Linked DNA regions of Mus musculus: regions 2, 3 and 4 are each linked to region 1. Evidence: chromatin contacts called from public Hi-C and HiChIP or PLAC-seq data. All regions are on one chromosome and are shown on one strand. Each heading gives the region's core, a stretch centred on a gene start, on an enhancer-like site or on the middle of the called end of the contact. The rest is flanking DNA. Distances are from core to core; before and after follow the strand shown. Region 1 holds the start of Ndufaf2 (NADH:ubiquinone oxidoreductase complex assembly factor 2). Region 2 has its middle 3.6 kb from the start of Gm41053. Region 3 has its middle 12 kb from the start of Gm41054. Region 4 has its middle 18 kb from the start of Depdc1b.

Region 1 (6,762 bases), core at 2,813-5,312:
GAAGAAAGACTGTGTTAGTAACTTCCAAATAGCTTTCCTGTAAACCTAACACAAAGTCATGGGCCAGTCAGATGCTTCCAAAAGCAGAGGTACTTGCTTCCAAGGCTATCGACCCGAGTGAGCTTCAATCCCCAAACCCACAGAGCAGAAGGAGAGAGCTATCTTCTGTCCCAAGGCTTCTTCTGCTAGCCACAAGCACCCTGTGGCCCAAGCAGACCCATGCACACACACATAATGAATAAACAAGTCAATATTAACTAAAACGCCAGCCCATATATTTCAGTTTATGAGAGTAAACAATTTTGAGATACACTCATGAAAAAAAAAAAACAAAAACCTTCTGAGCTAACAGGGAACAAGCAAGGAGCTATTAGATTAAGCTTACAAAGGGAGTTTTAAAAGCTGGGTTAAGGAAATGGTTCCATGGGTAAAGTGCTTTTATACAAGTGTGAGGACCTGAGTTCAAATCCCTGCATCCATGTGAAACACCAGCTCCTGTACCATGTGCCTATAATCCTAAGGCAGAGAAGGTGGAGCCAGGACGATCCCCAGGGACAGCCAGCATCACAATGGCCAGTCAATCAGGCTCAATCAGTGAACTCGGGGTTCATCAAGAGACCCTGCCTCAAAAAATAATGTAGACAGTGACTGAAGAAGACAGATGGCATTCATCTCTGGCTTCCATATAGAGGTACACATGCATAGGAACACGTGTGTGCCTGCGCACTCAGAGGCACAGGCGCACGCACGCACGCAAAAGGTAAATAAAAATCCTAGCACGGGAGAGCCAAAAGCCAAAGGCAGGTGGATCTTTTATGAGTTCCAAGCCAACCTGGTTTACACAGTGAGTCTAGTTCAGCCAAAGCTACATACTGAGGCTGTTTCAGAGGAGAAAACAGAAAACCAAAACAACACATACATACCCTTCATAGTATCCAACACAAGAAACTTCTAAGCAAATATAACAAAATATATGCACACTCCCTGTGCTGAAAACTACAAGTGAAAAAAGAAATCACAGAACCAAAAAAAAAAAAGGAATCCAAATTTAACTCCAGTTGATGGGGACTTAAACCTCACTCTCTTAAAGTGACATTTTCCAATTTATTTCTCTTGCACTCCAACAAGGTCTTGTGATGTTAAGTATTTTATTCACATTTTTTGGAGCAAGTTGGAGCACTGAGCTCATGTGGAAATTAAATGGTAGGAAAAGGCTAAGAATCAGTCATACCTCTGGGGAAATGAAAATTAATGCTCATGCAAAACCCATATGTGAATTCTGTGGCAGCTCCATTCATAAACATCAAAAGCTGGACTCAGCCCAAATGTCCTTCAATGTAAACATACAAACTACGGCATATCCTTGACACGGACTGTTAGTCACCAATAATAGGAAACAAACTACTGATAACTCTTCACATCTTAAAGGCATCATGCTGAATGGAAGAGGCCATTTTTTAAGAGTTACAGATGGTATGACTCTCCAGATAATATTCTCAAGAAGACAAAACTCTAATTGGCATAATAATCAGTTAGCAAGGTTACGAACCTAGAGAGTCAAGGGTCAGCTGATACTGAAGGCAGTATCCTGATCATGATGAAGTTAGATGAAGCCCTGACCCACCAAAAAGCGAGATGTGTGCTAGTTTTATAGCGTTTGAATTTGAAAAGGAAGTTGTGCTGTGTCTGGGTGCTCTGTGTGTGCCAGCGCACATCCTGTGCACAGGCATGTGGAGGCCAGAGCTGGACGGCAGGCCTTCTCCTCTATCTATACTCTCCGCCTCATTACCTTGAGACACCACCTGTCTCTGGGTTGGAAACTTGCCTACTGACTAGGCTGGCTGACCTCTCGGAGCTGCCAGTCTGTTCCTACAAAGCTAGGGAGTAGGGTACACACAGCCATCCCTGGCTTTGGTGCTGGGGATCCGAACTCAGAACTTCCTGTGTGCTGAGCAAGGGCTGAAACCCAGTGAGACATTTCCTCAGTCCTGGAAAACAACTACAAATAAACTCAGTTCATTAGAAATAAAGTAAACAGTAAAGAAAAACTGAGTATCTGTATGTATCAATTATGTATGTATTATGCCTAACAGTTGAACCCTTTAGTTCAACTGTTGGTGCTGGTGGGGGTACAAAATGGATCTTCAAGCTGTTTCTTTTCTCTCTTTTTTGGGGGGGTGGGTGTTGTTGTTTTGTTTTTTTCCTTTGAGACAGTGTTTCTGTGTAGTCCTACCTATTCCAGAACTTGCTCTGTACACTAGGCTGGCCTCAGATTCAGAGATTCCCTAGCCTCTACCTCCTGAGTGCTGGGACTAAAGGCGGATGGGCCACTAGGGCCACTCTGTCTGTTTCTCACAAAGTTTAACCTACATCTCCAGGCTGATCCAGGCGTTCTCCTTGTAAAAGAGAAATGAACGCATTATATCTATAAGTCTCATCATTTATCTGTGACAGTCTTAAGACAGGGACTAATCCAAAGATCTATGAACAGGTGAGCAGGTAAGAAAACTATATATACTGCATTCCACACGATAGAACATTAGCAACAAGGTAAAAATTTTGATGCACATAAAGATGAACTTCAAAATAATGATCCTAAATACAGGACCCAGAAAGAAATCTATAAAGACATATATACAAATATTCACGTTTAAAACCTGTAGGAAACGAAGACCAATTTGTAGCATCAGAAACCCAGATCAGTGGATATCTGGGTACAGGCAGCAGAGGCAGCATATTTAAATGCTCAGTGGGCAAAAAAGTTCAAGGTAGTAAGTTTTAGAAAAGGGTTAAGTGGGTACTAGAGAGATGGCTCAGAGGTTAAGAGCACTTGCTGCTCTTATAGAAGACCCAGGTTCAAATCCCAGCACTCACATGGTGGCTAAACAACCATCAACTCCAGTTCCAACAGCTTTGACACCAGATACACAACTACACACCTGCAGGCAATACACACACAATTAATAAATCTTTTTTAAAGATAAGAAAAACATTTTTATAAATGTTTAACATAGTTAATATTGTGAGAAATTAATGAAACACAGTTGTTGGACCAGTCTTCAACCGTCCCAGTAGCGACAGACACTACTATTATCTCTTTCATGTAAGACCACCTAAGTGAGAAAAATGGACTTGTGCCTAAGCTGCCTCAGTCAGCGCTTAAACTCTGACCCAACTTCTTTCTCTGCGACTTTCTATACTGGAGCAATAGAGAAAAGTAAAAGACATTGTGTGGCCTGCTGCAAGGGGGACGGGGGAGGAGGGGGGCGGGGAGGTGGGGACAGAGAGAGTCAGAGACACACAGTCACAAACACACACACATACAAGGAACGCCCCCCCCCCCCCCCGGGGGGACGGGTCTAGGTGTAGCCCTGGCTGTCCTTGAACTCACTCTATAGACCAGGCCGACCTCGAACTCAGAGATCTATCCGCCTCTGCCTTCGGAGTGCTGGGATTAAAGCCTGGCTATAAAAGAACACCTCTTAACTAAACCGTTCCAGTTCTTGAAAACAGTTTTAGTTAGACACACATTTCTGAAATCGACCTGGACATTAGAACGGATCAGTGTATTCGGAAAGTTCTGGGTTGACAAGGACGGCGACAGACAGGGAGAGCGCGCCAGACACTGCGACACCAAGAACCGCAAACTCTGCGGACAACCCGGATCTGAAGACCAAGGCAAGGCACTGGCGCAAGGCCTTTCCCGATGCTCCCCAGAACCTCTGGCAGGACCGGGTCCAAACTTCGTCGCCCAAGGCAACCGCCAAGTCCTGGGACCCGGGACAGGGACCAGGGCACCCGAGGCCCGGCCCCCAAGTACGGCGGCCGCCACCCGCCCGGGACGCGCATCCATCGACCGGTATCCTCTCCTCGCTCTCACCTCTCCAGTTCTTGTACTCGGCGACGTAGTAGTATTTGTTCCCCAGATGGTCCGTGCCCACGTGCTCCCTCACCTCCCTGGACAAGGCGCTCCAAACAGAGCGCCACACACCGGACCACCAGCTCATGCCTGCGCCGAACTCAAGGTCTGAGGCTTCAACCCGCCACCGGAGGACACGCCCACGCTAAGCTCCGCCCACTGCCCGGCGTTTTCCGAGCCCCCCAGTAACGCCGCTCTCCGTTGGTCAGGCCACATCGCTGATTGGCCAATGAGAGCCCGTGTTGTTGCATCCCCCAGTTCCCCGGTCTGTCATGGCAGCGCCCAGGCCTCCAGCCGGTGTGTGGACCCGAGATGTTGAGCTTTTTGTCCGCTCGACAGTCGGGTTTGGAGGACCCTCTTCGCTTGCGTAGAGCGCAGTCCACACGGAGGTGAGTCACGCGCGTGTCTTTTCCTCTTCCGGTGCCAAGGGAGAGTCTGGAGCAGGGAGATCGGGTCGCAGGACCGACTGGGCTGAAGATGAAGTCGGCAGGAGCCGGAGGAGGAAGACCCACGTGTGCGTGTAGGGGAGAGTGTGAAGGAAAAACCCAGGTCACAGTAATTGTAGCTTGCTGTGTACATGAAGGATGTAGTTGGAAGTAACCAGGGAGCCGAGTTAGATAACTGTCACTCCAGGAGAGACCTGATGGCAGGCTCTCCAATGGCAGGACTGTGAACATCCTCACGGCCAGCTCACCCCACGGCCTTCCACTGGACCCTCACTGCCAACATGACTGCTTCTTATTTCTTTGGTGCGCTTTGGTTCTGTTGACCAATGCCTTTATTTTTGTAGAATTTCATGTGGGTTTATCTCTGAGGCACAGACGAACCTGCATGCTTTGACTGTGTTTGTAAACCGAGTAACAGGTGTACAGAAATCAATCGTACGGATTTCGAAAAGAAGGCATGTAAATAAGTCCCCAACCACGTGCTATTTATATAGTGGCTTGTAGATGAAATAGCTTTGGAGCTTTGAGCTTTATGGTGTTTCTTAGTAACTGAAATTTGAACAATGTTGACGGGGTCTAGTATTTAGTTAAATTACACTGAAATTATATATATATATTCACGCTTCAGTGAAGATTATTGTTTTGTTAAAGTAATGAGGTTATTCTTTAATTCTCATTTATTTTTGTAACTGAACTGGAAAGTCCTAATTTATTCAGAGAAGATGTCCTTCCCTGTCATCTGCTAGTGACAAAAGCATAGTAAACATTACATTTGGCGCTCTCAGGCAACATCTTTTAAAGGATGTTTACAACCTGGAGCTGTAATTCACATAAACTGGATATTGAACACGCTGAACATTGGTGACACAAGCCTGTGACCCCAGGTTCCTAGAAGCAGATGGAGGAAGATTTCTGGCCCAGCCTGGGCTACCGAAGCAAGTTCCAGGTCAAACTGAGCTGCATAATGACATATGCCACTCCACCGCACCCCTACAGAAAGAAAAATGAAATTTTCATGGTTGCGTAAAACATGCTGAGTGCTGACATGTTTTTAAGACCATCACCGTATCAAGAAGTTTAACACTTGCGCCCTAAAGCTTTGCTGCGCTTTGGTACCGCTAACCCTCCTCCGCTTCACTTCATTTTAACTGTGGCATTGATAATAGTTTGTATTTCTACAGTCTTAGACATCTAAGAGAATCTTTAAATTGTGCAATTCAAACTTTTATCCACTAGGTGTCATCAGCCAAGTTTATTGGAATTTTTAACTTTCCCTGAAAGCTTGTTTATCCATAGATAACTTTTTAAGGACTTAAAAGCTTTAAATCAGCAGTTTTCGACCTGTGTGTCTCTACCCTTTCACAGGGGTTACGTATATCCTACATATCAGATATTTATATTATGAATCATAACAGAAACACAGTTTCAGTTATGAAGCAGCAGCAAAAATAATTTTATGGTTGGGGTCACTACAATCCGAGGAACTGTGTTAATGGATCACAGCACTAGGGAGGCTTAAATGAAATTTAAAGTAGTGTTTCAGTTTAAAACTTGTTTAGAGGCCTACATTAATAAGTCTGAATATCTTTAGATGTAGTAAGAAGCTAAAGCCTTGCAGAATTTGTGGTAATCTTGGGGAAATAAGGAATTGATACTAAATGTTTTTCTTATCGTTGCTTTATCTTTTTTCCTTTTTCCTTTTTGAAGGGTCCTGGGGCTGGAGTTAAACAAAGACAGGGATGTGGAAAGAATCCATGGCAGTGGGGTTAACACCCTCGACATTGAGCCCGTTGAAGGAAGATAGTAAGTTACGGCTTCACGTTTCCTTCTAAGTGAGGTGCAGAAAAATCTTGCCTTTTCAGACTGATTACAAGAAAGCTCTTACAAATACTTTTTTTTTAAGTTGTAAATTGTAGCGTTTGTTGGAAAAGCATCTATTCATTTGAAATCGAAAATCAAATACGCAAAATGTTATCAGATCGATATTCCAAATGTGGCATTAATATGTTCATGTTAAATCAATAAGCCAGGGATTTATGTTGATGCCGAAGGCTTTTAAGTGTGGGATGCATTTAAGTGGTCTTCTAACCTCTAATTGTTACTTTCAGGGACGAATGGGAAGTGACATGTAAAAAGTAGAAGTGTGCTTGGCACTGGGCGTGAAGCAGACGATCACTGAGTTTCTCATTTACCAGCAGTGACCTTGTGCAGTTTACCTAACCTTTCAGATTTCAGTTTGTCTCAGCTGTTCTATAGGAATGATCCTGCTTAAGAATTGGAGAAACTGTAGTGAAAGCATGTTTGTTCCACCCTACTGCCGACCCTATAGCTGAATGTGTTCCCCGTCACGGCACACCACGCATCGGCACACCACGATATTCATTCGGGAAGGTTTTG
Region 2 (6,762 bases), core at 2,055-4,554, 240 kb before region 1:
TAAGGAAGATCTTTCTCTTTTTGCCTGCTTCTTCTCAGTCTCACTGGCAAGTTAATCTATGCTGTTGGTGAGACATTCCTTCGCTTGTATTAGAACCCATGTCTTCAGATTCCAATATAGATGCCCAGTATCTCCTGGGACCCCAGCACCCATTTGGGATTGCTGAGACATCTAGCCTCAGTGACTAAGCTACTACCAGGTTCTCGGTCTTTCCATTGCAAGACAGTGTTGTTGACTACTCAGAGTACAACCAATAAGTCAGCATATAAATCATATTGTGTGTGTGTGTGAAAGAGAGAGAGAGGGGGAGGGGGAGGGGGGAGAGGGAGAGGGAGAGAGAGAGAGAGAGAAAGAGGGAGAGAGAGAGGGAGAGAGAGAGAGGGACAGAGAGAGGGACAGAGAGAGAGGGAGAGAGAGAGGGGGAGAGGGGGGGAGAGAGAGAGGGAGAGAGAGAGAGGGAGAGAGAGAGGGAGAGAGAGGGAGGGAGAGAGAGAGAGGGAGAGAGAGAGAGAGGGAGAGAGTTCTGTTCCTGTAGAGAGCCCTGACTAATACAGGCATTGTCATTGACACGGAGGCCAACAGGCTGACTTTCTTTCCCCAGGTACCCAGGAGATGGAGCATCTTGCTACCCTGAAACTTTCTTCTTCTCCCCAAGAGGAAAATCTTGAAAATTAAAAAAAAAAAATACTTTTAAAAAGAAAATCTTCTCTTAAAAAGAAAGTGTGACATTTCCTTTTTAATTTTCTCTCAGATACATTTCCCTGTCATTGTTTTGCTAATAATAGCTGCAAGCACACACATGGAGCTCAGTGGTAGAGGCGCGTTTGTAAAACTGCTGCACACTTCCATACAACTTCATCCTGCTCCTGTCGGCCGTCTCGGCGAGAGAATGGACATCTAATCAGCACAAGGGAGCATCTTACTAGTCTGGCCCATGAGCTATCACCTCCTTCCACACTCCTGAGACAGAGAGAAGGTTACCGGACTGCCCAGGACTGCCCAGGACACAGGGATTTCTGTATGATGCGGTAGCTTTATGACCCAAGTACAGTATTTATCTATATGGTAATATGGAAGTTATTCCTCAAAGTCTGTGACTTAAGATTGACACCTCGAGATGTTCGTAAAATTTCCTTTTTTTTTTTTTTAAGAAAAAGCTTACAAAATTGGGGGTTATGTAGTTTATAAAATAGAAGATTGGGGGTGGTAAACTTAATGATCCAAACTTAATAAGGAGTTAAGAATGGCAGCATTAGATTCCAGCAGGAAGTCGGGGGATGATGAGGCTGTGCTGCTGGAGAAGGAACTTGGGGTGGTTGGCTTGAGGGAGAACTTCCTGTTAACAGCACAGCCTCACTGGACACCCTCATGGAGAAGTTTCAGAGGCATGCCATCATTGTTGGAGGCGTACCTTCTAGGAATGTCCCATCTCCTATTTATGCTCCCGAGAATAAACCATAACACTTTCCCCAAACTCTTCTCTAGAGTCTGGCTTTCCCAGCTTGTATTAACTTTTTTTTTTTTTTTTTTTTTTTTTTTTTTGGACAAGGTTTCTCCGTGAAGCCTTGGCTGTCCTGGAACTCCTCCTTCTATAGACCAGGCTGGCCTTGAACTCAGAGATCTGCCTGCCTCTGCCTCCCAAGTGCTGGGATTAAAGGCGTGCGCCACCACCATCTGCCAAAAATCATGTATTATTTTAACAGTGGAAAAAATCAAGTCCACTACACAAGTGAAGACTTCTTCAGTTTCTTGATTAGCCCTTCGCAAGGCAATAGCATTCTGGGAAACGACAGCAAGGGAGGACGCCTTCAAGGTCTGAAGACTTCCTGTGAGCTAACCACATTACGTGTTTTCTTTGACTCAACTGGAACTTCATATTCCACCAAGAGTAGCAGCCTCGCTGCCATTCTAGATTCCCCACCACACCTCACTCAACAGCTGCCTGCACGTCTATGCCTAGGAGTTAACACCCAGTGCCCCAGGGAGCATCGCGAAAATCATCATCTTCATTGACACCCAATTCAACAGGCTGTGAAGAACCAAGTTCTCTTGGGAGCACCCAGCTATGAGTCACAGACTCATTGGCTTCCATGTGGAATCATTTTCTGCTGTAATTAATGTCTACCCGTTGTGCACATTCCTGAGACCGGAGGTGCCTAACGTTTGTGAGGGATTCATGTCTCATTTCACAATACTGTGAAATTACTTCACTTGTTACCAAGGCAGTCTTCCTGCAACCCAGCAGTTCTATTACAGCTGTCGTTGAAGACCACCTGAAATGTCTCAATAGTGCCGATCCCGCTGCCCTCTCCTAGTGTTTATTTCCAAATGGAAGGAATCCTTGTGATGTAATAGGGTGGTGAGAAGAGTTCCCTTTAGCGCTGGCAAGTTTTTCCATGTTATACATTTGAGTCTGTTATTTGTATCTGGATTCTATTTGTTAACATCACTGGGCTGTGTTTGCATAACTACATTGAATTATGAAAAGACTTCCATTTTGAATGGTGAATACATGTGCGCACATGTGTATACACAAATACCATCACTATCTTTACCATTAATCATCATCATCACCACCACTACCAATAAACAAGCACCCAGCTAGAAATACCTGTTAGGGGAAAGAAGTATTGCTACTGCTCCCACCACCACCATCATCATCACCACCACCACCACCATCACCACCACCACCACCACCACCACCACCACCACCACTTTGAGACCAAGACAGAAGCAGAGAGACAGACAGAGATGTACACACAGATAGAGAGAGCAACTCTTAAAAGTCTATCAGGACGCCTTTCTGGTTTCAATTTCCTCCTCTCCTTTTGAAATAAGATCCAATAGCTCCAGCCCTCCATCAAGAGTAAAGCAGCTAGGACTCGGCAGGAAGGAGCATGGCCGACCACCCAGGAATCGAGGTGTCTGATGCGGAAAGGAAAAGTTCAAGGAAAGTGTAAAGATGGTGTCAAGTGGATGCTAATAAGTTCCTGATTCTCAGGCTCCTATTTCTTTCCAATGAAGTTTCCTTTGCTTTGGCTTTGGGGTCATCACCCAGCCAGAAAGGGCTGGTCCCTGTTGTTTTCCCATGCGCATACCCAAACCTGTAGGTCGAAGACACCTAGCCCTTTCAAAACCAAGGTTTTCAAGTCCCAGTGCAAGGCCCCTGTTCTCTAACCACCTCAGGGTGCCTTTGGTCTTCTTTTCACACACATTTCTTACCGCCATCTGGTGTGTTCTGTGGCTTCCATTAAACTACTAAGTACCTGCTCACAAAGATCAGGCCATGTTCTGCTTAAGTATGTGCCACACCTTCCTCCTAGTGCCTGGGGCAGAGGAATTGCTGGACTTTCCCTATTTGCCTCTGTCCCTGTTGTTCTAACCGACTTCTCTTTTAGATTGCAAGATCTGTGACAACAGGACCTCAGTTTGTGACAGTTCAAGTGACTCCCTGCTTGACTGAGTCACTGATAGTTGGAGGAAGTAATCAGATATGGGGTGTGATTTCAGGGGTCTAGAAAACACCCTTCTACACCTACCTATAGAAATGTTTTTTATTTAAAAAGAGACACTTTAGTTCATGATCGATCCTTGTTTAAATGCAAATGCCCCCAGAGAGCAGTAAAGTGACAACTGTTCTGTGGCTTGGGGGAGATAGAGGGAGATAGATAGTGAGCCTAGGAGGAAGGAAATAATAATAATAATAATAATAGCAGCAGAGGGGGGAACTTTCAGTTATCCCCATTCACACCACAACCTTCTTTGTAAGGTAATGTGATGTAGATAGGAAGACTTCCTCTCTGTGACAAGACTATAAATAAGAAGTGGTGTGGGGACTACAGAGATGGCTCAGTGGTGAAGAGCAGTGTTCATTCTTCCAGAGGACCTTGGTTCGATTCCCAGCACCCACATGGCATTTGACAACCATGGATAACTTCATTTCCAGGGGATCTGATGCCCTTGTCTGGCTTCCCTGGGCACTAGGGATGTATGTGGTGCACAAACCACGAAGGCAAAACCCACACACATTAACGAAGAAGGAGGAGGAGGAGGAGAAGGAGAAGGAGAAGGAGAAGGAGAAGGAGAAGGAGAAGGAGAAGGAGAAGGAGAAGGAGAAGGAGAAGGAGAAGGAGAAGAAGAAGAAGAAGAAGAAGAAGAAGAAGAGAGGATTCATTAAGAGAACATTAACTGTGCCAAACAGTGCTCTGGACTCATAACCAGTGATAACCTTATTACTGGCCTCAGCTTCCTGGGACTAACCCTATCACCCTCCCCACTGTAGATGGAATATGGCAGTACAGATGTCCTCAATGTCGCTCAGACAGAAGGCAGCCAACTCAAGAGAAGAATAATTGACAATTAACTAATGAAACTCACTTTCCCTCATCCCTTTTCCTATTTGACCAGGATTTTCATTCTCCCTTGTGGAGAGACTCACCTTAACCAAGTAAAGAAATCTTAGATCTGGGGATCAGAGAGACACTGCAGAAGGAAGAAGCAAAATTCCAGCCACATGTGTGAGTTTCCCTACAGAGAACGGTCAAGAAGTGGCAGCAACATGCTGCTGTGAGCAACGCCTGAAAATCACCGAGGTGATCCAGGATTTTAAGATAACCAGCAAGTGTTCTACTGCTGGGGTTCTTAACCCTCGGGTCAGATCCCCTGGGGTCAAACAGCCCTTTCACAGGGAATCCTATCAGATATTTATTTACATTACAATTCACAACAGCAGTAAAATTATAGTTATGAAGTAGCAACAAAAACAATGTTATGGTTGGGAGGGTCACCACAACAAGAGGAACTGGATTAAAGGCTGGCATCTTTAGGAAGGTTGAGAACCACTGGTCTGTTGTAATACAGCCTCTCAGGTGCTTTCTCCCATACGATCGACTAGCCAGAGGTTGATCAAAGCAACCACTCCATCACTGTTCATACCCTTAGAGAGCATGGCCGTCTTGGTATGAGGTGCTGCTCTGTGTGTGCGTGTGCTGCTTGGTGTGTCTGTGAATAAGTCAAGGATGAGTTGAAAACGTTCATCCTGATGCTCTCTGGAAGACAGAGTCTATGACTGCGTACACTAGGAAACATGTGAAACAGTCTGGCTTTCTAGACCTAAGGTGTTTTCCCAATCCTCACAAAGGATCCAGAAGCGAGCAGCAGATGCACAGCAGATCACCGGGTTCTGGTAAGAGTGCAGTGCATGTGTGTAGGGTTAAATGGAAGGTTATGATGCTGGAAATGAGATTGCTTGAGGAACCCTCACAGAAGTCCCCAAGGCAAACGAAGAACCAGGACTGGGAGGTGACCTGGGCACTTACACCCTCTTTGTGGTTTTGTTTTGTAAACAGGATTTCACGGTGGTGGTGGTGGTGGTGGTGGTGGTGGTGGTGGTGGTGTAATAGCCCTGGAGTTGTCCTGGAGCTTGCTTTAAGGCAGTCTCAAACCCATAGGGATCTGCTGCAATGAAAGACATGCCCAGACCCAGCTGCCGCTGGAGTTCCTTGTGTAAGGGAGGCAGGGGTGGCCAAGCTGAGCAGCCAGTGTTCTGGAGCTGAACTGAACTGATTGATCCCTGCTGCCATGTTCTCCTGGGTGCTGGGAAGGACTCTTTGCCGTGGTAAGGAGTACCAGAGAGCAAACGCTGACCCCTTTGCCAAGCGTGGCAAGCTTCCTGGTGATAACAAGTTTGAAGGATTTGTTAACAGACAGTGTGTCTTCAAACCCTTTCGATGGTCTTTATCATGTAAAAGATCATGTAAAATTCTAAAATTCAGCTGGAGGCTTGGGGGTGACCGATCTCCAGAATGAGCAGTGCAGAGTTTCCATGCTTCTGATTTCTCTATTACCACCAAAGACGGCAGTTTGTCTTTGTACACGGAGGGTGTAGGGTCAACTTGTTGAGGTTTTTGGAAGATTAAAACTACCAATAAAATGCTGTGGAAAAAAAAAGTGTACTTTACTCCTGAATTTACAGGGTGCAAGTAGTTTATTCTTTATTTTGAAAAAAATATGGCCCTCCAGTATGAATATTGCTGAGTGATGCTTTAGTGCTCCTGAGCAGTCTGTGTCTTCAACCTTATGTCCCTGGGGGAAGAGCAGAGTCCCTGCTCAGCACTGGGCCCTACCTTAAGGGAACAGTTTCTTTTTACTTAGGGTTTGAATACAAGTAAATGGTTCTTCCACTGGAAGACTCTTCAATAGTCATTAGCTTGCCATTGTTGCTAAAATTATTGCTGTTTGAACTCTCATGTTTATTGTCGTCTTGAGTATACAAACACCCACAACCTGGGAGACAGTACAGACAGGATGGGTGAGTGAACCACCTAGGTCTTTGACCTCAAACTCAAAGAGAACCCAGACCATGGCAGTCGTTCCGCAGTCATTATTCGAAGGAGAACGGCTGGTATCACCACCACGCAGATCAGCACAGTGGAGGAGTCAGGGACCTTAATATGTGTAAGCCTCTTTGTCCTTTCGGGAGCTGTTGGCAGACCACATGCTTGCTGGTTCAGTAATGCTTTGCCAGTTACTAGAGCGGTGACTACACAGAATTTGTTATATTAGCAGATGCCAGTCAACAAATCTCAATGTTAAGGTGGATCCAAGGTTATGACAATGCCAAGGCTGTCTATTAAGAATTACAAAAGGCCACACTGCTGACCCATCAGCAAGAATCAGGTTGTGTGCAGAAGTAGCGCAGGCCGGAAAGAGGCTCAGCCAAAAGAGAGACAGCTGAACCCTGGCTGAGCTCTGTGTTACCTG
Region 3 (6,762 bases), core at 2,568-5,067, 190 kb before region 1:
AGCCCATTCCTCCTCTTAAGAAGGAAATCTTTCCTAATTATTTTGGAATCTGAGTCTTTTCTCTAAAAGACTTTAACTCTATAAAGGATCTTATAATCTCTAAGAATCTTGGCTTTCTTTCCTTACAAATCTCACAAATAAATTTTTCTTCCACATTGTTTGTTTGTTTGGTTGTTTTGTTCTTTCATTTCTTTTGGTTTTGTTGTTGGTTTGTTTGCTTTTTTTTTTTTTTCTGTGGCCACTCTATTTAATCAACCCATTTTGGGTTCTTATTTTATTGATAACATTACTAAAAGTTTTAGACATTCTTCTTATCTTGTAAATTTGAAGGATCATTATTTTTAGTCCTCTATCTTTATATAATTGTGATCTTCTCTATTAATACTTTATTGCCAATCAGATGTACTTGTGTCGTGTGTGACTGACAGCAGCTTATGCCCTCTGGGGATTGATCCTTCCGCTTCATCTCCTGGATGCTCCCCCACTGCTTTCCTTGCTGCTCTGTAAGCCTTTAGGATTAAGCCATAGTTTTTTTGGTTTTTGTTTTGTTTGTTTGGTTTTTTTTTTTTTTTTTGATGATTTTATGGGATTTTGTTTGTTTGTTTGTTTGGTTGGTTGGTTGGTTGGTTTTGGTGTTGGTTTGTTTGAGACAGGGTCTCTACATAACACTAGCTGTCCTGGAATTCACTAGTATGACCGGGCTTCTTCACACTCACAGAGATCCACCCACCTCTGCCTCTCAAGCGTAGGATTAATGGCAGGGGCCCACCACACCCTGCTGATCTGGGGAAACTTTAAGGCATGACTGAAGTGGTTTTCTCAAGAGATGACCACATTTGTTGTAGCAACTATAACTTGAAACCAAGTCACTTTTTTTTTTCTCTCTCTTCTTTTAGCTTGAGGGTTTTTGGTCCTCACAGAGAGTTGTAAATTTTGGGTCCAAAATCTCTTGTGTGGGTTTCTCTGTAGTTACACATGTTCAGGAGAAAAAGCCAACTTCTACTAGGCACTGTCGTCAAAATAAAAGAGTTTGCACACTACCTTTCTGTGAGTGGGGGTGTAGCTAGGTCATCTGTACCCCGATATTATTGCCCTTTTCCTCTTAAACTTCACCTCAGTTGGGATCTGGGCATGGTTTCTTGTCTCTTTTACTACGTGTGCCCCCCTGAACGTGAGTTCAGTGCCAGCCAGGGCCATGAAGGAAAGGCCAGGGGTCTACCCATGCCTTCACGAAGAAGACGGCATTCGGAACCCTTTTACCTTTCAAGATTCTATGTTCACGTTTTTGCTTCTGACCCTTTACACATTCCTATCAACTCAATGATAACACATTTAAAACCAACTTCTGGTATTGTATTCAGAATTTTCCATTGTTTTCATTGGAGGGTGGTTAGACTGTGTGATTTGCCATCCTGAAGAAAATAGGAGTCCTGTTTTTGTATTGTTTTGTATGTTTGCTGTATTTCATATTTAAAAGGACACTAACTTGAAAACAAAGAGTTCTGGAAGGCAACAGACCCCATGACCACAGCCTGGGGTGGTGGGATTACTGGTGAGTATTCCTAACCCCACTATTCCATGCTTTAGATAGAAAAACTTCCAAGTTGGTAACTATCTTAGGGTTTTACTGCTGTGAACCATGACCAAGGCAACTCTTACAAGGACAACATTTACTTGGAGCTGGTTTACAGATTCAAAGGTTCAGTCCATTATCATCAAGGTGGGAACATGGCAGCATCCAGGCAAGCATGGTGCAGGAAGAGTTAAGAGTTCTACATCTTCATCTGAAGGCCACTAGGAGAAGCCTTGCTTCCAGGCAGCTAGGATGAGGGTATTACAACCCGTGCCCACAGTGGCACTCTGCCTCCAAGGCCATACCTACTCCAACAAGGTCACACCTCCAAACAGTGTCACTCCCTGGACAAAGCATATTCAAATTACCACAGTAATCACAGTGAGTCATCCTGACTGCTTCTTAAATAGCAAGCAGCTCAGGGTGACTCAAGAAGCCTCCACTCACCCTTGGGCATCCACACTCGGTCCCACTCCCTCTCTTCTCATTCCCCTGCATAAACAACAGTTCCATTTCATTTGAGATGACAAGTCATTCTTATTTTAATGAAGTAAATGTTGAGAAGAAGGAACCATACCCCCCAAGGCAGCCCAGTAACATGGTCAACACTTTATATTCTTAAATACAGAAAACCCACCACACAACCTTAAAAGAGAGACTATGGTCTTACTTGGAACTTCATCTGGAAGAGACGGAGACATATTTCCCCTTCAACAAGCAATGCAGAGTCGGGCAGAGACTACAGCTCAGTAGTGGAGCACCTGTCCATCACACATCATGGCAGAGACATGAAAATTTGATCCCAAGCACCAGCAGCAGCAGCAGCAGCAGCAACAGCAAAGTAGTAGCAATATAACCCAGTGAGTGATGTTCCTAGTAGGAAAAAAAAATCTTAGAAAAAGGAAACTTTAGTATTTCTTCACTAAATGATATACAATTTTAAAAAACCTGTCTTTTGAATTTAAGTACATAAAAACAACTGGAGTCTTTTGTGAACGATTCAAGTTCATATAGTGTTGGGCAGAGCTGCTTAGTCTGCTGTGAGTGTGACCATTATGGCACCCAAGCCTATCAACAGCTCCCAGCAAACCCCAAAGGGAGAGCATTTTGGATATCCCCATAGGGATAGTATTCACCATTCATACTACTGGTGAACCCAACTGGTGAATATGCTCACTCCACACTCACAAACAAGAACCTCCAAGTGCTGACTATGCGACAGACAGACAGACAGACAGACAGACAAACACTGCACCTCACTGCAACTCTTCAGGTACTGCTCTGTCCTTCCTCACAGCCGCCTAATATTTCATGACACGAAATAATGTGTATCTGAATGGCTTCTCTACTCACAGGCTCTTATGTTCCTATCTAGTTCTTGTTAGACAATGCTACATATGCATATATATGCATGTATACATATGTGCATACATAGCTTTCTTTACACAATCAAATTCAGTATTCTGGTCAAACAGTGACCCGATGGTGGACTATCTCAGAGAAAATCGCCTCCCTCCTGTGTGTTTAACCTATGGTGTCATACAGTTTAACTGTGGGATGGGCACATAGTCCCACCCACTCCAGAGAAAGGTTCCTTTTTAAATTCCTACATTTTTATCTTATATTTTTATAACTTTATATTATCAACATCATTAATGATAATTATCATTGCTATTTTCTTACTCTTAACTATAGGGATAGCTTGTTATTAGAAAAAAATATAATCACAAAATCCCAAACTCGCAAAACAAACAAGGGAGCAATTATTTACATTACAAAATTATTATTTGCTTTACAAAATGGTACTGATTTAAATCAAGAGCACCTTGACAATATTTGAACTATAACTAGATTTGGAAAAAAAAATCAATTTACAACAGAATTTTCCAGAATATATACAATACATATAGGGGAATATCCAGTTGGGCATAGCTTTATGAGTCTGGGGAGGCCATTTAATTTGTCACTGGGTCTTTTTGAGAGGCAAATTGGACACAGCACAAGGAAACCGGTGAAGGATTAACACAGCTGCAATTATGTGATTTTTGTTCTCTAAAATTCTTGCCTTATGATTATTATTATCAAAGTCTGTGCTTCAAAAGCAGGAGGCATATCCATTTCTCGTCTTTGCTTTTCAGGCTTCCTCCCTCGTGCCAGCCAGCAGAGTGGCATATGGCATAACATGAATAGACAGCCTCCTACCAGCCTATCTGCAGAACCAACAGTACATATCGAACCAAACCACACCTCATGTGAAAGACGCACAATTATCCTTTCCTCTCCGGTGTAGGAGAGTGGGAGGAGGTGGGGATGGAGGAGGGAGACTGCTTGATTGTTGGCAAGAGAGCTGAACGGAATGGGAAGCCTCACCAGGAGGTGGGGGAGGTGGTCTTCTTATTCATTGGCTCTAATTCCCTTGCCAGACTCATGAAATGACAGTGCTGTAGGGCTTAGGGGGGAAAAAATGAGGCAACTCTGGGGCAGTGGGCGGTGGAGAATGTATTAATGACAGCCTGCCTAGCCGTTGAGTGGCAGATGAAGCATGCAGATACACTCTCCCAACACTTAGCCAGCCCCGGTCCTAACACAGACTTCAAATCTTTTCTTCCAATCACTCATCTTTTCTGAGTCCCCTTCCAAAATATGCAATATGTCATTTAAAAATACTTTAGGTCTCTCTCTCTCTCTCTCTCTCTCTCTCTCTCTCTCTCTCTCTCTCTCTCAGAGGTGTCCACCACAGGAGCGTGAGAGGCAAGCTTGGCATTTTCCCAGCGTGTTCCGGAATCCCAGCCTGTGCTCTGACCATAATTAGCACGCTGCCTTCAGAATGCGAGCCTTGGGGGGAACAAGACAGGGAGTAGGTCCTCTGGCACCTCCCTGTTTGCTGTCCTCCCTCAACACCCCTTAAGAGAAGAAGGCAGCCACTAGGCATATTCTGGGCACCCCTAGAGGTGCTGCAGCTGGGGGCTTCTGCTGGTTTGTCAAGTCCTGAGTTTACAGCTTTTGGGGTAGAAAAGGCTCGATCCATCTATTTTTTTTTTTTAAATGAGGTCAGTGGGAAATGAAAATAATTACGTGGGAAAAAGGAGGAGGAAACCTGGCTTGGGAAGACCTGGGTTTACTTCAGCTTCGTCACGTGACCTTGGGCAGGCCTCAGTCTCCCTCTGAGGCAGTTTTCTCAGCTCTTTCTACATCAGCGATGTAGAAAGCAAAGCAGACATGTGATGGCCTGAGAGGTAAAATTGTATATGGACTCTGAAGAGACAAAGCCAAGGAAACAACAACAGTGGTCTTTAGGCCCCAAAGTGAAAGTAAACCCGTGGAATGATTTGGAGGTCAGAGGAGAGAACACTCTTGCCTGCTGATGCTATTAGGTAGCAGATTATCCCAAAACGTAATGAAGGAAACCAAAACAACCATTTTGATATTTTAAAATGCTTTTGTGGGCAAGAATTCAGGAAGGACTTGGCTGCTGCGTAGTCACATGGGTCTTCACATAGATGGTGGTAGTTGTGGAGGAAGATTGCCACCACCTGAAGGTTCAAATGGGTCTTTGGGCCATCCAAGTTGGGCTCTGAAGGGGGGCCGGTGGGATTGTGGTGGCTGGAAGGGGTAACTGGGTGAGGACCAGTAGACGCTCCTAAATGATTCCCTCTGGTCAGGCTTCTTAGGCGCTGACCAAGCCTCCTCCAGAGCAAGCATCTCTCAGAGAACACAGAGGAACCAGCCTCCAGGTCACAGGGTGTCATAGGTGTCACATCTTAGTCCTCAGCATCCCATCTTGACTTGAGAGGATATCAGACAGTGTGTGTGGGGCCATGTTTTTTCTTAGTATCTCCGAGCTAAATGTCTTCATAATGTATATAATTTATTCAGCTTTCTGCGACAAGAGGCTCCCTGAATAGTGTGCCTTGCTGCGTACTTAGGAAGTAAGGGTGCTTAAAGAGTCAGTGCACTTTTCAAGTAAATTATAAGGCTCGACATTGGAGTTAACTTTAACCTCCACAGCTGTTTGATGTAAATAAAGTCAGCTGCATCTCTCCTCCGTGCAGGGAAAAGGTAAAAGAACTGGAAAATAAATAAATAAATAAACAAATAAATAAAAACAAGAGACTCCAATTTCCAGGCTCCCAGGAGCCAAGGATCCAGGCTCTTGTGATGTGGGGCTGTGGGCCATGCAACCCAGAGAAAGACATCAACTCTCCATGAGTGCCTTGGGGCAGGGCCCGCTGCCTGGACCCCAGCTCTCCTGACACTGCCAGCTGCTGGCAAGCACCCCTCGGGCGCTCTTCCGTGCGTGGCTCTAATTTCAGTGATTATTTGTTTCCATCATGTGCAGCCGCCATCAGACTGGTTTTCGTTCCTGGGGATTAAGCAGTTTCTGAAGGTTGTTATCACTCTTTCAATGGAGCATGTCTTCAAACACCTTCCTGGATAATTACCATGGCCCAGTGACTGGGGAATCACTGGAGTGATTTTAAACACACACACACACACACACACACACACACACACACACACACACACCTCAAGTGTGTCTCTATGTGTTTGTTTTGTTTCTACATTGTCAATGCCCAACCATTCCTGAGAGACAAGAACAAAATAAGAAGACATGTGGTAGTGCTTAAATTATTCCCCCAAAGGGAAAGTGTCCAATATTAAATTATTCAGTCTTTCTACTATTCTGGGGTGGGGAGGAGGCATTTCAACCAAGAAAATCATAGTTTACCCACAATGCCCAGAGGAGCCCGAATTATACTATCAACTTCTAAATACAGTCAGCAATGCTTCACTAGAAAAGCTGCTTTTAAAAAGTGACACTTGTACTGTTTACACTGGAAAATATCCAGTCCTTCTGTACCTTGTCCCCTGGCCTCCGTGTACACACGCACAGACATGCACAGTTTTCCAGGGTCCTCAGATTTACCCTGTTTTCTTTCTTTTATAAAGCAGTTTAAAGATGTATTTTATGCATATATGTGGTTTCCTGCATTTCACTAAGTGTGTCTGGTGTCTGTAGAGGTCGGAGATGTCAGAAGAGGGTGTGAGACCCCTTGGAACTGGAGTGACCAGTGGTTCAGTGCTGAGAACTGAACTCAGGGTCCCTGCAAGAGCGTCCATTGATCCACCGCTGCAGCCTCTACTTCGGGCTTCTTAGCACACAGGTGATTCTTTAAGGAGGTGACCAA
Region 4 (6,762 bases), core at 1,108-3,607, 140 kb after region 1:
TGTGCGGTGTGTGTATGTGTATGTGTGTGTGCAAGGACTTCAGGGACACATCCCAGTGCCCAGCTTTTACATGGTGTTGGGGGGTCAGATTCCTTAGGCTTTCATAGCAAGTAAGTACTTTGCCCACTAGGGATCACCCCAATTCAAAATGGACTCACTCTTGCTACAACTCCACCCCCAAAACCCAAATCGAGCTATTTATCTTCCCAGAGAGATCATGACTAGAAAGAGAGCTAACTATCCCCTCCAGTCCAGTTTCCATTGGCATGAAGTTCCCTTGATCCGAATCCTACATAAAAGTGGTAGCTTCCTTGTGCTGGTGAAATATTGTGGCCCTACAGCTTGGGGAGTAGAGGCAGGAGAGAACATTTGAGGCCAGGCCTGGTTGCTTTGCCAGACCTTCCTAAGAAACAAAAAATAACACAATAACCTGAAGTAACCAGGCATTAACCAAGGGCTTTGTTTTCTGTTGTTAAATCACTCTACACCTGCCTTAGAATGAAGGCACTTGGAAATGTGTTGGATTTTTATTCTTTTTAAAAATTTATTTATTTTTCAGCCCCTTCCTGACTACCAGACTAGTCCCCTCTGCTCTATTATTGAAACATTTTATTTCATAGCTCAAGAATTGTATATGCTTTTACCTGATTGCATGTTTGTTTGTGTTTACTTATTGTCTTAGTTAGGGTTTGACTGCTGTGAACAGACACCATGACCAAGGCAACTCTCATAAGAACAACATTTAATTGGGGCTATCTTACAGGTTCAGAGGTTCAATCCATTATCATTAAGGAGGGAACATGGCAGCATCCAGGCAGGCATGGTGCAGGAGGAGCTGAGAGTTCTACAGCTTCATCTGAAGGCCACTAGGAGAAGACTGGCTCTCACGTGGTTAGTAGGAGGGTCTCATTGACCATCCTCATAGTAACCTACTTTCTTCAACAAGGCCACACCTCCTAATACAGCGCGCTCTGTGCTAAGCATATTCAAACTAACACACTTATTTTTCTGGTTATGTTGAGATAAAGTCTTGTTATGTTGACCAGGTTGGTCTTGAACTCTTGGGCTCAAGTCATTCTCCTGTCTCTCTGGAGTAGTGTGTACAGCTTTGTATGTACTTTTATTGTTGTTGTTGTCATCGAAACAATGTTTCATGCAACCTATACTGTCATCGAAACAATGTTTCATGCAACCTATACTGGCCTCAAATTCACTACATACAGGAGAGAATGAACTTGAGAGACTGTGGGGGCATGCCTAAGCACACTGGCTATTTATTCATTTAGACAGAGCCTCACTATGTTGTCCTGGGTAGCTCCAAATTGTAAACCTCCCTGTCTCAGTCTCGCACGTGCTGGGACTATTGATCACGTATACCTGGCTCTATATCTGCTTAAAATAACTTTTTATTGATTCTGCATAATTTCACATCATGCACCCCAATTCCACTCATCTTCCTGCCCCTTCGCATCTGCCTTCCACCACTTCAGCTTCCCTCAAAAGAAAACAAAAAATAAAAATAAAAACCATCTCGCCATGGAAGCTACAGTGTGTCCCACAGTGTACCCTTTCGTCCACACATTTTTACTTGCAAAGGTTCACTGCAGTGAGTCATTGGTCTGGTTCAAGGCCTCTGGCTTGTGCTATCCTCTCAATATTGGATCTTCATGGGGACTCCTCTAGGATATCCTGTTGTTATCCTGTGTCATGGTGATCCTAAAGCTTTGGTTCTATTGAATCAGCCTTTTGAGCATGCTCCAACAGTTCATAGATGAAGAAGATGTTGGGGTGGGACAACTCAGAGCCTTGGATCTGGGCCTGGGTAGAAGTTGCCAGCCAGCAATCCTGGGCCTGGGTTCCAGGGGCCAGCGCTCGATCCTGCTTTGCCCAGATGAGGAGTGGGGCCAGCTCCTGAATCCCACATTCAATCCTGCCTTTAATCCCACATTTCAGGAGGCAGAAGCAAGTGGATCTCTGAGTTCGAGGCTAGCCTGGTCTACAGAGCAAGTTCCAGGACCGGCTGGGCTACCCAGAGAAACTGTCTTGAAAAAAAACAAAAACAAAAACAAAAACAAAAAAAACAACCAAACAACCAATAAAGAAACAAACAAAAACGGTTTTAAGCAATACTCAGCATTATCTTCCTTAAAAAACAAAAAACTGTCTTTCAGCTAGCTATCAAGGCTAAAATTCCCCATCCCTCCCTCACCAGCGCTTGCACCATCTCCCCGAAGCTCTCGATCTTTCCCCACTTAGAGCTGCTCCTTATTTCAGACTCTTTCCAGGGCTGTATCTTACAGGGCAAAAGGACTTCCGGACGAGGGAGAGTGATACCAAGCCTGTGCAGAGAAGTTGTCCTCCTCTCTCCCATCCCTCCTCCCCTCCAAAGAGTCAAATGCTTCTCCGCATTTCCTCTCCCTCCCCCATGCATCTCCGCTCCACTTAGGAAGCTTTTGATGTTTGCAGACTCCGGTATGTTTGTGTTCCCAAACTCACAGGGTCAAACTCAACCTCATCGTGGCATTTCCCTAGAAGGCATAAAAAGGGGGGATGCGGAGGGGGGCGGGTTAGGATAGAGCGCTTAGGTTAGAGTTTAGTTAGACTCCTTAATGCTTGTAGAAATCTTTAGGAAGCCACAGAAAGGGTGTGTGCTTGTTCAGTGGCAGGAAGTGACAGTGATGTTTCACAGGCCCCGCCCTAGAATGTATTTGCCAGCATCCTGTGCTGCCAGCAGAGCCTTCTGTCTGGAGAGCTAGCATTCCTCCTTGCTCCAGCCAGTATGCTCCATTAGCCAATTTAATGGTAAAACACAAACTTAATTATGCATCTCTGTGTAAGCCCTGTAATGGCTTTCGGCTTTGCTGGGGTAGGAGTGGGGGAGGGCTGCCCTCAAGACCCCACAGAGACAGCATCTGCCCAGCTTCACAGTCATGGTTATTGTCCGGTTTGATCTCTGGATTCTCAGCTGTTGTAAGTTTCTCTCTGTGCCTCTGTATGGCCCTGGTCACCAGACTACCTCTCCATATCACCCTCTCAGGCTGCCCCACCCCCCACCCCCAGTGCCACAAACCCCATCCCTTGGCCTGAGAAATCCCTACCAATATTTTAGATTATTTTATCTCAGTTCAAATTCTTAAGGATGCTATGTCCCTACTACTTAGAACCAATTCCTGATATGTTCCCAGAAAGTCAAAGAGCCTACTTTTCAGAGCTTCTACGCCATATTGATTTAAATATATATAATCACCCAACTCACGTTTATCTCCCCCATCAAGATAAGCAGTCTAAAGAGAAAGTCTGTGTGTCCTGCTGAACATCCGACCCACCCACCCCCTCGTGCACGGGCTCTGTGGCTAGCCCCAGGCACATGTGAGTGTGCTGGTGACATTCAGTGGCAAGGGCACAGAACAATCCTCTGAGGTGTGTTAAGCTCTGTAGGCTCCCCACCCTGACCACTGGAAGGGGGGGGGGCTGTTTCTTGCCTATTTCATAATTTTTGAGACCTTTTTTTTTTTTTTTTTACTTTTAAGTTAAGAAGAGATCTTGTTGGGTTTGGTCATCTAGGCCCCCTAATTCCATCACTGAAGTTTAAGAACAGCTTCAGTTAACCTCACACCAAATATGGATGTTTAGGCTGGGCCAGGTAGCACAAACTCACTCCTACAATTCCTAGCATTCAGGAGGCTAATACAGGAGGTTGTGAATTTGGGGCAGCCTGAGTTACAGAAAAAAAAACCAAAAAAAACCAAAAAAACAAACATTGCTTAGCGAAATAAACCCAAACCATGGATCTTGAATGCATAGTGCTCAAGTGCTCTACCACTGAGCTAGATAGCCCTGGAACTGTTTGTTATTTATTTATGTGTGTGTGTATAAAATGCATGTGATGCATGTGTGTGTCTGCAGTGGGTGTGTATGTATGTGATGTATATTGTGTAAAATGTGTGTGTGTATATATAAAATGTGTGTATATCTGTGTGATTTCTGTGTATGTGTGTGTATATAGGTGTGTGTGATGAGTATTATATGTATATGTCTGTGTCATGCATGTGCATATGTGATGTGTATGTAAAATGTGTGTGTACAATATGTGTATGTGATTGTGAGGTGGGTGTGTATGTGTGTGGAACAATGTGCGCGTGATGTGGATGTGGTGGGTGTATATGTATGTGGTATGTGTGAGAGGCAACGTGTATGTGGTGGATATATATATCTGTGTGTGTGATGTGTGTGTGGTGTGTGATATGTATGTGATGTGTGTGTGTGTGTTGTAGTAGCATTGTGTGTATCATAGTAGCATACCTTTGCCATAGTGCACCAAACCATATCCCCAGTTGGTTTTTATTTTTTATTTAGATACAGGGTTGCCACAGTTTTCCCAGCCAGCTTTGAACTCAAGACCTCCCTGCATTAGCTGGGGTTACAGACCTAAATCAACTTTAAACAGTAGCTTCAAGTGTAAAAGAAGATAGAAGACTAGCAGTGACCCCTTATGCACCTGCCATCTAGCTCCAAGGGGAATAATTCACACACAGTCGTCTCTTTCTGTCCCTGCCTATGTTCCTTCTTCTACCCTGCCTTAAAGTGTGCCTTGGACATTGTATCATTGTATCATACATGTTCTCAAAATACAGTTTTTAAAGCCATGCTGCCCAGCATGTGGTCCTTGGACCTTCATCACCACAATCAACCTGGAAACTTGTGGGAAACAGTTTCAGGCCCAAAGAAGTCGTTCTGAATTAGAAATTCTGGGAGCAGGGCCCAGTAACCTGTTCTAACAAGTCCTCTAGGGTTTCTGACATAATCCAAAGCCCCAGAGCAACCTTGCCAAAAGATAACTGCAATTACCTGCCGCAAAACTGGCTCGTTCTTCCTTCCTTCCTTTCTCTTTCTTTCCTTCTCTTCCTTCCTTCCTTCCTTCCTTTCTTTCTTTCTTTCTTTCTTTCTTTCTTTATCTTTCTCTCCTTTTTTTCCTTTTCTTTTCTTTTCTTTTCTCTTCTTTTTTTTTTTTTTTTTGAGACAGGATATCAGGCAGGGCTCAAACCTATGAACTTCCTGCTTCAGCCTTCTAAAGGCCAGGATTGCAGATGGGTGACTCCCCACTGCTGGCTGTGAATTGCTTCCCACTTCTTTAAAGAGTCCCCCACTCCCCACTCCCTCCTTCTTCCTTGAAAATATAAGCACTGGGCCACTTTTAAACCTTTCATATTCCAAATTCTTCAGGGTATAACATCCCACAGCTTATAGCAAGTAACACGGCCAGCTTGGGGTACAGATGTGTTTTCTGGGTGTTTTGTTTGTTTGTTTGGTTTTTCAGGCAGAATTGGTAGATGCAATCCCAGTTTCTCATTCTGTAGAAGCTCCCTGTGAGACTTGGTTCTGGTGCGTGCACTGTAGCTCTCCAGCTGTTCCAGGCTCTGCCTGGGAACTTCCTCTTATCACGTGGGCTTCTTCTAACGTTCTTCCAGCATGCTATCTTTGGTAATTGGGAGCATAATGTAGGCAGGAGCCATTGACTTCCTCCACCCTGCCCTGGTCCCCCTGATGTTGCTTGACAGGGCTTTCAGAGCCCACTTCTTCTCAGCTTGTGGGAGGAGGTCACATAATCACTCCTTCTGTCTCCCTAGAGAGGCTGCTCCCAGAGCCCTGAAGTCAGGTCTTTGTGTAGAGACAGGTCTGAGGGTGTTGAGTGAGAGCCGCAGACACTGCTCCCTACCATCCTCTTACTGGAACTGCAGCCAAGCCATTGCCTGCCAGTCAATTCCAGAATCCAGTCAACTAGCACTTTTCAGAGAAAGCTACATAAAGAAAATGCAGTCAAACAGGTTTTAGGGTCTGGAAAGTCTCGAGCTTTAAATAAAAGGAAGAAACTCACAAATGGTATATCTAGTAAAGGCTGACAAAAATGCTTTCAGCAATCCTTTAAATAAAACCCCTTTATTCTTTCTCTCTACAGGCGCACACACGTATTTCAATCAATCAAACAAACAAATAAACAAATGTAGTGTGCCTGCTCAGTGGGTAAAGGTGTTACTGATGGTCCTGAAAGTTGTCCTCTGACTCCTACGGCAGGTGTGTGCCTCCAATAAACAAATAATAAGCGTAATCTAAAACCCTGTATATTATTTTACATATTCAGAAGATTTATAAGTTTCAAAGTATTTAATATGGTCAAATGATAGGCCTGCAATCTGAATGATTATTAGAACACTCAAATATTAGCAAAAAAAAAAAAAGATGCGAGATGAAGAAAGAAGGAAGGGAGGGAGTGAGGGAGGGAGAAAGAGAGCAGGGGAAGGAGGGGGGAAGAAGGCAGTGGGAGAGAATAAGTAAAAGAAAAACACACCATAAAGTAATCATTATTACTAAGGACAAAAGTGTAAGATGACGCCCAAGCCCAAGCGAGTGTCAGCCACAGGGCTCTGAAAGGGTATAAGGGCCACAGTGTTGGGAGGAACACAAAGGTGCTTGTTGCCTTTGTGAGCCTGACACACACACACACACCCTTCCCCCAGCCAGCTCACAGGCCTCCCTTGTTCCCTGAGAGGCCTAGCCTCCCGGTCCCAGTTTCATCCAGTTTCTAGCTTGGTGCTGAAGAGCACCAAAGCACTTCAGATTCCAGTGTGGGGGCTAACACCCCATCCCCACCCCACGTTGTGCGTCACTGGCTGGGCCTCCCAGGATCCTTCGCGATTGTTGCCAGGAGTAGGAAATTTGCTGTTAAATATTTTTGCCAGGCATGAAGTCCCTTACTACTTCCAG

What was found. A called contact is a pair of places that touch in the nucleus more often than the background predicts. HiChIP or PLAC-seq counts read pairs in DNA pulled down with a chosen protein or histone mark.
Region 2: a contact with region 1 is called in an H3K4me3 HiChIP or PLAC-seq map of embryonic stem cells, with 11 read pairs. The contact joins the enhancer-like site here to the promoter of Ndufaf2 in region 1.
Region 3: a Hi-C map of cerebral cortex shows a contact between it and region 1, with 2.2 times the contacts expected there. The contact joins the enhancer-like site here to the promoter of Ndufaf2 in region 1. A contact is called at or near these places in 4 of 484 Hi-C or Micro-C datasets (cerebral cortex and embryonic stem cells), 1 of 115 datasets of contacts at active chromatin or transcription factors (embryonic stem cells) and 1 of 9 other capture datasets (pancreatic islet).
Region 4: a contact with region 1 is called in an H3K4me3 HiChIP or PLAC-seq map of embryonic stem cells, with 7 times the contacts expected there. The contact joins the enhancer-like site here to the promoter of Ndufaf2 in region 1. A contact is called at or near these places in 5 of 39 promoter capture datasets (the HPC-7 cell line, HPC-7-derived erythroid cells, embryonic stem cells and 1 more), 1 of 15 datasets of contacts at CTCF or cohesin (large pre-B cells), 2 of 484 Hi-C or Micro-C datasets (the HPC-7 cell line and nephron progenitors), 7 of 115 datasets of contacts at active chromatin or transcription factors (CD8 T cells, the HPC-7 cell line, the SCID.adh cell line and 2 more) and 1 of 9 other capture datasets (liver).

The regions. Positions count from the first base shown.
Region 1 is chr13:108,154,563-108,161,324 of GRCm38.p6, forward strand. Ndufaf2 (NADH:ubiquinone oxidoreductase complex assembly factor 2) reads right to left here and starts at 4,063. Exons shown (of 4, transcript NM_001127346.1): 1 at 3,881-4,063. The coding sequence starts at 4,007. It overlaps Ercc8 (excision repaiross-complementing rodent repair deficiency, complementation group 8), which reads left to right and starts at 4,176. Exons shown (of 12, transcript NM_028042.4): 1 at 4,176-4,308; 2 at 6,073-6,168. The coding sequence starts at 4,232.
Region 2 is chr13:107,916,432-107,923,193 of GRCm38.p6, forward strand. No RefSeq gene overlaps it. Among named protein-coding and RNA genes, the nearest start is that of Gm41053, 3.6 kb to the right of the region's middle. Within about 2 kb of position 3,305, at least 24 of the 459 cell types and tissues checked have an H3K27ac peak or open chromatin away from gene starts, as enhancers often do. A contact at or near this core is called in embryonic stem cells, where this site is marked.
Region 3 is chr13:107,966,229-107,972,990 of GRCm38.p6, forward strand. No RefSeq gene overlaps it. Among named protein-coding and RNA genes, the nearest start is that of Gm41054, 12 kb to the right of the region's middle. Within about 2 kb of position 3,818, at least 37 of the 459 cell types and tissues checked have an H3K27ac peak or open chromatin away from gene starts, as enhancers often do. A contact at or near this core is called in cerebral cortex, where this site is marked.
Region 4 is chr13:108,295,089-108,301,850 of GRCm38.p6, forward strand. No RefSeq gene overlaps it. Among named protein-coding and RNA genes, the nearest start is that of Depdc1b, 18 kb to the right of the region's middle. Within about 2 kb of position 2,358, at least 227 of the 459 cell types and tissues checked have an H3K27ac peak or open chromatin away from gene starts, as enhancers often do. A contact at or near this core is called in CD8 T cells, the HPC-7 cell line, the SCID.adh cell line and 3 more, where this site is marked.